Linked DNA regions of Mus musculus: region 2 is linked to region 1. The links are chromatin contacts, called in public Hi-C maps. All regions are on one chromosome and are shown on one strand. Each heading gives the region's core, a stretch centred on a gene start, on an enhancer-like site or on the middle of the called end of the contact. The rest is flanking DNA. Distances are from core to core; before and after follow the strand shown. Region 1 holds the start of Tmed5 (transmembrane p24 trafficking protein 5). Region 2 holds the start of Pcgf3 (polycomb group ring finger 3).

Region 1 (4,582 bases), core at 710-3,209:
AAGGGAAAAGGTATTCATCACAAAACACATTTATGGTCCCTTCTGCGTTGCCTCGATGTGTGGTCTATTTTCTTCCTTTGCTACTCCTACCCTAAGACCTGACAGTCTTCAAAGCTAATAAAACCCCAGTACTTATAGTATGCCTCGGAACACTTAAACTATACATCCTACAATCACAATGTCTAGTCAATTCTTCCCTTTTCTAAAACTGGCCTCATTCCTTGCATTCTTAACTCATTTTCAGATTTATTTTTATTTTCTCCAACAATCCTATTCTCTGAAAACCAAAAATCATGCTTTATTCAAATTGCCTGTAGGATGTGATGGTTCATGCTGTAATACCAGTCCTGGGTGGGGGGGGAGGACACGACTTAGAGAAGGACTCCTGTGAGATCGGAGGCTAGCCTGGGCTAAATACTGAATTCAATGCCATTGGATACATAGTTGAAACCTTGTCACAAAAACCAGAGCAACCAACCATCCATCCAACCACAGCCTACCAAACCCATCAAGCCCAAACAAAGCCTGCCTATGAACCCCCAAACTCCTGAGAACCAGGTTTTTCTCAGTTTGTTCCTCCTCCTGGAACAATTCCTTGCATACATTAATTGTTCAGTAAATGCTAAACTTTTGTTCACAAGTGGAAATCAAGAAATATTAAGCTGTAACCTTAGTTGTGCTGAGATTTTTGTATATTATGACTTTAGATACTTCCTGTAATTACTGTAAACATCTATAAATAATCCCAAAGGCTCCACATATAAAAGTTTTACATAAGAATTAAAAAAAGATTTAATAATAAGCGTATTCTGCTGATACTAAAAAGAAAACAATGACACGGGAAGAAAGCTGACAAAGTTCAATGGAAGAAAGGTCATACACTATTATCTTATTTGATTTCAAAGTGATGGATGTACACCCGGGATGACAATGTACCACTAAATACAGCAACAGTCCATTTCAACACATTTCAAAATCTGACTTAGAGATCTTCGCATGGACACAATTCAATACTCCCAAGACTGGGTTTCACTATGCAGCCTTGACTGTTCAGAGATCCACTTGCCTCTGCCACGGGAATGCTGGGGTTAGAGGCGTGTGCCACCACTGCCCAGCCACAATTCAAAACATCGTGCCGATTTTATAATATCGGGATTTGGTGAAAGTGGTGAGAGTGAGTCAAACAAGTGTTATCACTTCGTCCAATAATAAAGAAGAACGTGTATCAACCCCTTACAGCGAACTTCTCAGAACTGTAGGGTATGTAAACTAGCTTGAAATGGCTTGGGGGAATTAAGAAACAAAGAGTAACGCCATTGACGTCACCAGTGCTGGCCTCTTTCCGACCAGAGGAAAGGGAAGAGAGAGGGTAGGTGTCAATTTTAGGACTGGCCAAACTTGTGAGTTCCAGGCTCCCAGGAGCCCCGCTTAAGTACGCCTGCGCCAAGCAGGCCAGTTTCCCAGGAGACCCTCCTCGGATTCACCTCGGTCGCTGTCCCACCTTTTCCAAGTAGGTGAGAGGCGACCATGTGGTGCGGCCCGGCCCAAGGAAGGCTAGCCCACTTCCGCACTTACTTGGTATTCGATCTCCAACGATGCCTTCAGGGGCATGGGCTGGTAGAAACACTCCTTCCGGCCGGCCGGCAGCGTGAAGGTAAAATCACTGTCCAAAGAGGGTGTGAAGCCGGCCGCCCCGCGCAGCAACGCTGCGGGCAGAGCGGACAGGAGCAGCACGGGGAATGGCAGCCACATCCTGCCGCCCATCCCTGTCGATCTCTGCCTGGACGCGTGTAGGGAGGTGCGGGATACTGGTGTCTCCGATTTGAAATCCCGATCTGAGGGAACTTCAGGCAGCGGCGAGCCTCACTCTCTTGGAAGGTGGAAGCACTGCCTTCCACTGGGCCGGGCGAGGGCGGGGCCAGCGTCCCCTTTCGGCTGCCTTCTGGGTTTCGCATCCTTCCTTCACACCAGACTTGTCGGTTTCGGCTTCCCTCACACACGCCAATCAACGTTGGCGGGGGTAACGACGGGAAATGTAGTCCGAGGTGACCACGGCACGCCGCTCATCCGCGCTTCCAGACTCATTTCCCGGCATGCCCTGCGCCCCGCTCCCGTTCGCAGAGCCCCGCGTGGTGGGCGGGGTCGGGGCCCGGGAGGCGGGTCCCAACGGCTGCCGCGGCGGTTCGAACTCGGCGCCTCGGAGGTTCGCTGGTTCTCCTCATCGAGAGTCAGAGGCTTCCATGTCGTGGGCTGCGAGAGTGTCCCAGGCTTCCGAGCGCAGAGGAGGCTCGCGGTGCGCCGTGGTCTGGGGACGCTAACCCCGCCTGCGATCTGGGTGGTGAGCAAACGCCTCCTGGCTGGAAAAGGGCTTTCCCGAGGGGTTTGTTTTCTCTTGGGACAGTCGACCTGCGCCTGGCCTGCTTGTGAGGCGTTTTCTTTTATTTGAGGCAGAATCGGAAAGGAGGCTGCCAGACTTTGCTCTACTCCCTACAGGCAGATGGAGGACCTCTTTCTTGAAATAAAATACTGTATAAAACCATGTACTCTTTCTCAAGCGGAAAGTCCTGTCACAGGATTTTATAGAGTGTAAAGTGCTTGTCCTTCGCTCGATGAGTGTGCGTGTGTGAGAACTCATTTTTCACTAGACTTGAAGATACGGTTGTCAGGGCCGCCCTATAGGTAAGATGATAAGCCTTTCTACGTACACATACTACAGGTAAACGTAGGAAAATGAGGATGTTTAAATACCAGACGTATCCAATTCTGAACGGCTAGAAAATTCTTACGTGAAAATGCACAAGTTGCTGAACGTAAAAGCCTGACTTAAATGGTGTCCTACAGTACTGATCAGCATTTTCTAGTCTCAAGTTTCTTCTTTTCTCTCCTCCATTATTCTGTACGAAGCTAGAGATGTTGCATAGATGTGAAGTAGCATGGATTCCTGAGCCACTGACTGGGGAAGTCTTCCAGCTTATGCAGAAGCAAATTTGTTAAAAAGAAAACCAGAAACAGGGTAGAAAAGGGTAGAAACATTTACATCTACAAAATATCTCGTTTAATTTTAGGCCTCAACTTTTTCCAATAAGGTGCGAGGTGTTTTTTTGTTTTTGTTTTTTTTTCCAATCCACCCTACTCCTGAGAAATTTTGCGTGGGAAATTAATGTACCAGGACCGTTTTTACCTGAGTGAGGGAGGGAGAAGGCAGTTTATTCATTTATCCGTTCAAAATAATTGAGTTTTCCTAAGTGCATTACACTCTTGAACATAATAGGTGGGAATTAATAATATCTGTAACCCAAATTTTAAGAAAGGCAATGAAAGAGGTGCTACAGTGAAAAAAAAATTAAATGGAATATGAGAGAGAAGTGAAATTGTAAGATTATGCAGAAAGTTCTATAGTAGGAGTGGAAATTCTAAAACTTTTTAGTTTTTATTTTAGTAATTACAATAATAAAGCATCCTTTACTGTGATTTCAAGAATATTAATTTTACTCTGTGTCTGTGGGTGTTTGGGATCCTCTGAAACTCGAGTTACAGACCATTGTAAGCTACCATGTGGGGGCTGAGAATATCAGTGGCAACCCTTTGAAAGAGCAATGCCTTTAAACCCAGAGCCATCTCTCCAGCCCATCATGATCTTTCTTTTTTTTTTCTTTTTTTTTTTTTTAAGATTTATTTATTATTTATTATATGTAAGTACACTGTAGCTGTCTTCTGACATTCCAGAAGAGGGAGTCAGATCTCGTTACGGATGGTTGTGAGCCACCATGTGGTTGCTGTGATTTGAACTCTGGACCTTTGGAAGAGCAGTCAGGTGCTCTTACCTGCTGAGCCATCTCACCAGCCCCATGATCTTTCTTTTATGGCCAAGAAACTTAGTTTCATGCTCACAGGTTGGTGCAGCAAACAGTTCACTGCATGTAGTTCTATGAGTTGAACTGCTAACTGTCATTTTTGTTTTGTTTTGTATTTTTTTGAGACCATGTCATACTATACAGGCCAGGTTGGCTTTGCGCTCACAGAGACCCACTTGCCTCTACTTCCCAAGTGCTAGGATTAAAGGAATGGTAACCATATCCACTCTCTACATGTCATTTTGATCTGTGATTATGACTCGCGAGTGTTGTTAAATTTTACAACCACTGTGAATGGGAGGAGATAACTTACCTGGTAATAATAGCTTTTAAGAATTTATGGAAGATTTTTGTTTTGTTTTGTTTTGTTTTGTTCTTTTTTGAGACAGGGTTTCTCTGTATACCCCTGGCTGTCCTGGAACTCACTCTGTAGACCAGGCTGGCCTCGAACTCAGAAATCCACTTGCCTCTGCCTCCTGAGTGCTGGGATTAAAGGCATGGGCCACCACGCCCGACAGAAGATTGTTGTAACATCAGATATCCAGGGCTTCTAAAGTTAAGTTTTAACATCTCATATTGAAGTTAATTAGAAAACTATACCTTGATTCAAATCTCAGATTGATCCTCTAAAATTGTGTGACTTTGAGCAAATTCATCTTCTACGAAAAAATTGCATCCATTCATTTGTGTGTGTCTGTGTGTGATGAGTGTCATGACTGTGGAAGGCA
Region 2 (4,582 bases), core at 850-3,349, 330 kb after region 1:
TTAGAGAGACGGCTCAGCAGTTAAGAGCACACTAATCTGGGTTTCATTTCCACATGGCAGCTAAAAACAATTGTCTTTAACTCAGTTTTAGGGGATCCAATACTCTATTTTAGCCTCCAAGGAAACTGCACACATGTGGTATACAGACATGCATGCAGGCAAAAACACCCATACAATTAAAATAAAGATAATCTTTTGAAATGTTTTTTTTAAAAAGAGATATAGGGTCAGTTCACTCTGTTCTGGGTTAAGACAGCAGCCTAGGTGGGTGGGTGATGTGAAGACCATCATTACAGAGAACAGAGGGTTTACCAAGTACCCCAGAGAGGCTAGCTGGAGACAGAAGTAAGGAAGAAGGCATTCCCTCCCCTATCATCAAACTGAGCACCATAATTTCAGGTTTCTTCATTTGCTTGGCTGAACAAAAATATATACATGTACCTGTGAACTTAGTATCAAGACAGTCACATGATTTCAGGTCTCTTCTAGTCTCCAGAAATCTGGTTTCTGTCCTAGGTAAAGCCACTGGGTGGGTTTTGAGCAGGGAATTTCCCCCCAATTAATGCTTTATAAAAGCCACTATTTTGTGCTGAAAGTAGTCAGGGAGCAAGGACAAAACACAAGGATACTAGTTGAAAGCTATCTGCTCACCTAGGGATACAGGGTTAGGATTGGGGAAGGGACACATAGCTGGATTCTAATGTGTCAGCTGTTAGTTAGAGGAAGACTTCAGCGCTGGAAGGTGGGGGCCTAAAGTGGGCAACAACTTTCAGGAGAAACCAGAGGTTGTGTAAAGCGAGAGTTCCCTGAAGGTATCCCTGATAGACACAGAAGCAAGGTCTGAATCCTGGACCTAGAATGACATCTGAATATGGTCTTACCTAAGGCATGACAAGCCCATGTGAAGACAAGTGGTTTAAGGGTCTAGCTGTCTGTCAAGCTAGATGACTTCCTGAGATCTGTGCCCTAAGTCCAGGCCTGCTCATGGTCTTCTCAACAGTACCTCTTTGCTACCTCTAATACCAACACCAGATCCTCCATTATTCTAGGACTCTCCCTCAACCTTCTCCCCCATCAGTAGTCTCTCTGTGATACAAAGGCTGCCAGGCTTCAGTAGAGTATATTTGCCTTCCTGGGTGCCTATTCTGTTTTCCTTTCTTTCTTTCTTTCTTTCTTTCTTTCTTTCTTTCTTTCTTTCTTTCTTTCTTTCTTTCTTTCTTTCTTTCTTTCTCTGAGACAGGGTTTCTCTGTGTAGCCCTGGCTGTCCTGGAACTCGCTTTGTAGACCAGGCTGGCCTCGAACTCAGTAATCCACCTGCCTCTGCCTCCCAAATGCTGGGATTAAAGGCGATAACCCCTTTCAACCTCATTCTTTGCATGCCCCTTCTCCCAAACACCTGCTGGTTGGCCACCTTGCTGCTTCCTTGTCCCACCGCCTGTCTAGCATACAGCTGCCACAACCACTTTGTTTCCTAAGAACAGACTTCCAGTCCAGCATGGTAGGGCATTCCTTTAGTCCCAACACTTGGGAGGCAGAGGCAGGCGGATCTATGTTAGTTCGAGACCAGTCAGGGCAACACAGAGAAACCCTTTCTCGAAAATACAAGTAAACAAACAAACAAACAAACAAACAAGAACAGACTTTCTTTTCTCAGTTTATGCCCTCTGCCAGTCACAATGCACAGTGGACAACGGACAAATTGTGGGTTTCCACGGTCCGAAAGGCCAGCATAAGGGTCTCTCTGTGTCCACAGTGATTCCAAGAAAGGACAAAAATGTAAGCAGAAGGTTTATGGGGGTAGGAAACCCGTGGTCTAGATACTCCGGTTTCGTTCCTAACTCATGCAGTTGCCTGTCAGCGCGCGTCCTGAACAACCCGGCGGAGTTTCTCCAGGTAGTGCTTCTGACCACGCCTCCTGACCCACCTCTCACCTGTGACCACACCCCCGAGCTCCACCCTGCCTGTCTCGCCGAGCCAGCTTCCTGAGTCAATTGCTGCCTGCACGCGCCTGCGCTCTCTGGCCCCTCCTGCACCCCACCCCTATAGGCTCCGCCTTTCAGAGGCCCCGCCTCTCTCGTTTGCGAGGTGGGAGCTGAGCCACACACTGCGCATGCTCCAGCCGCGGCGCCCCCGACTCCGCACTCGGCTGGGTTCGGGCATTTCCGCCTCTTTGTTTTAAACTCTGCACGGCTTTTTTCTCCTCCTCTTGGGGGGGACCCAGAGGGAGCGGCGCCCCCTCCCCCTCCCGGCGAGCCCCCGCGTGCGCCCGCTCGCCCGCCGCCCGAGACGCAGGTCAGTGAGCCCGCCCCGCCTGGCCTGGCCCGCGCGCCCGCTCCTCAGGCCGCGGGCCTCGGCCCATGGGCGGCAGAAGGCTGCGAGCCCAGCGCCCCCGGCAGGCCCGGGAGGCGGGACCCTAAAAGCCTGCGAGAAGGCCAGGACTTCTCGCAGGTCTGGACCCCGGGAGGGCAGAACCCAGGGCCATGCTGGATCCCGGAACAATCTGGACCCAGGGAGGACAGGGACCTTGGACCAGACAGAACCCGGGGAAGAGCCTGCACAAGGCTGGACCCTTGACCAGGCTAGACCGGGGTGGGCAGAATCCTAGACCAGGCAGAACAGCAGCCGAGGTGGATTCCGAGCAGTCTGGACCCCGAGAAAACAGGACCTAGGGAAGACAAGGAGCTCAGTCCGGCTAGACCTGGCACCAGGCACGATTCCAGAGAACAGGACCCCGGAAGAACAGGAGTCTGGGCCAGGCTGGATCCAGGGGGATCAGGACCGCAGACCAGGCAGGACCCAGGACCAGGCCAGAATTACTGAGGGCTACTCACTGAACAGTCCTTAGGACTGGGCAGCTCTCCCATAGTTCTGGGACCCCAGGACAGGTGGAGCCCCGACTCTTGGAATGGACACTTGGGGGAGGGTCAGTATTAGAGACCTGACAAGAGTCTAGAAAAGGTCATTGAGGAAGAATGGCTCCCAGGACCTGGCAGGACTTAGAAAATGGCAGAATCACTTAGATGGGCCAACTAATGATAGATTACAGAGGAGGGTTAAGACCCTGAGACCACCCCACAGAGGGCCAGGGTGCTGGGACAAGGCCATAGGAAGGTCAGATCTCCCAGGGACAAATCGGCTGTAGAGAGCTGGGAAATCAAGGCTGGCTCAAAGGAATCTGGACCACTGTGGCAGTCCTTTGAGCAGTTTGAGGCCCTGAGGGTGAACTGTGAGGAGAGTTCAGAATATAGATAGGCTTCAGGACAAACAGGACCAAAGGTGGGTCCCTTTAAAATGAAAGCCTTGGAGCTGAACCGTGAGGATGGTCCTCAGGGATTACTTAGATAATAGTTGGAACTTTAAGGCAGGGAGGGCCTAGGACTCTAGTAATTGACCCCCGAACTCTGCTGAAAAGACTACTAGGCATTGGGAGGTTTCGATCAGCCCAGCCACAGGGAACCTTTGCTATGAAGTGCTTACACTCCCCACAGGTCCCCTAGCTTCTTGATGTTACAGAGTGGGTGAGGCTCTCAGCACAGTTGCAAGGCAAAGTTGGAGCTCAGCTGGGCTCCAAGGACTCAGGTATCAAGGGCATGCCCTGTGCTTGCTGCTTCATGCCCCAAGCCTCCAAGTTGCCTTTCGTCTGGTCTCCCCAGCTCCTACAGGACTGTGCCTTTCCCTAGTCTTGACCCCAGGTCAGTGGCTGTACCTTCACCCTCCTTCCTCCTCTCCCAGCAGGTCTTGAGGGTGTGGTGTAGAGAGGCTAGAGGCTAGGTGTCCAGTGGGGAGGAGGCCTTCCAGGAATAGGTAGGAAGGTGAGGGCAGTGAGCAGAGAGGACTGAGGGCCTTTTGAATAGATGAACACCTAGCACCCACACTCCTGTTTCTCTCCTAGAAAGGAAAGAGTTTTTGTTTCTCTGAAATCTTCCCAGCCAGTCTGTCATGGAGAACACAATATTTGTGGAAAAGTGAGATGTGTTTTTACTGTTGTGGGAGACACTAGGGCAGGTACTGAGATGTTCACTGAAAACCTGATATGTTTCAAGATAAGAAAGCAAGGCATTCTAGAGTGGCCTAGCTCCCACACAGACCTGGGTGGTCAACAATGGCTGTGTTGCTCTGTGGAAGTTCTGCTCTGTCAGGCTGCACTTAAAAGTGCTGGAGACAGGGTGAGAGCAAACTCTGGGCTGTTTGGATTCCTAAGAGATATTTGAGCTGGCCAGTTCTATGTTTCATTTTGAGCCACATCACGGTTTGGTTTCTCAGGGAAAAACAAGTCTAGGTTTCTTAGCATGGGTGTCAACTGAGTTGTGTTCAAAGTGGAAAGTTGTTATTTGCCAAGTGTCCTCACACTTGGGAATCTTGTACCGAGCGCTTACCTCTGATTTTTTTCTTTGCTGTGCCCTTTATTGTATTTTGCTGTGTGAAATGTTAGACAAGAACTGAGCATTTGTTTAGGTTTGATGGTGATCTTCAATTTCCTATGCTTGGATTTCTGAACATAGAATGGTATTGAAGGGTTATATTATTTATATGTTGCTATATAACAAGCTACCTTAGAATGTAGTGCCCTAAGATACCTAAG

The links. A called contact is a pair of places that touch in the nucleus more often than the background predicts.
Region 2: a Hi-C map of muscle stem cells shows a contact between it and region 1, with 3 times the contacts expected there. The contact joins the promoter of Pcgf3 here to the promoter of Tmed5 in region 1. A contact is called at or near these places in 9 of 484 Hi-C or Micro-C datasets (CD4 T cells, the G1E-ER4 cell line, cortical neurons and 5 more), 4 of 115 datasets of contacts at active chromatin or transcription factors (the 230-238 cell line, the SCID.adh cell line, bone marrow-derived macrophages and 1 more) and 3 of 9 other capture datasets (adipose tissue, liver and macrophages).

What each region holds. Positions count from the first base shown.
Region 1 is chr5:108,130,661-108,135,242 of GRCm38.p6, forward strand. Tmed5 (transmembrane p24 trafficking protein 5) reads right to left here and starts at 1,960. Exons shown (of 4, transcript NM_028876.3): 1 at 1,576-1,960. The coding sequence starts at 1,764. Ccdc18 (coiled-coil domain containing 18) reads left to right here and starts at 2,254. Exons shown (of 29, transcript NM_028481.1): 1 at 2,254-2,338.
Region 2 is chr5:108,459,160-108,463,741 of GRCm38.p6, forward strand. It overlaps Pcgf3 (polycomb group ring finger 3), which reads left to right and starts at 2,100. Exons shown (of 11, transcript NM_172716.5): 1 at 2,100-2,292.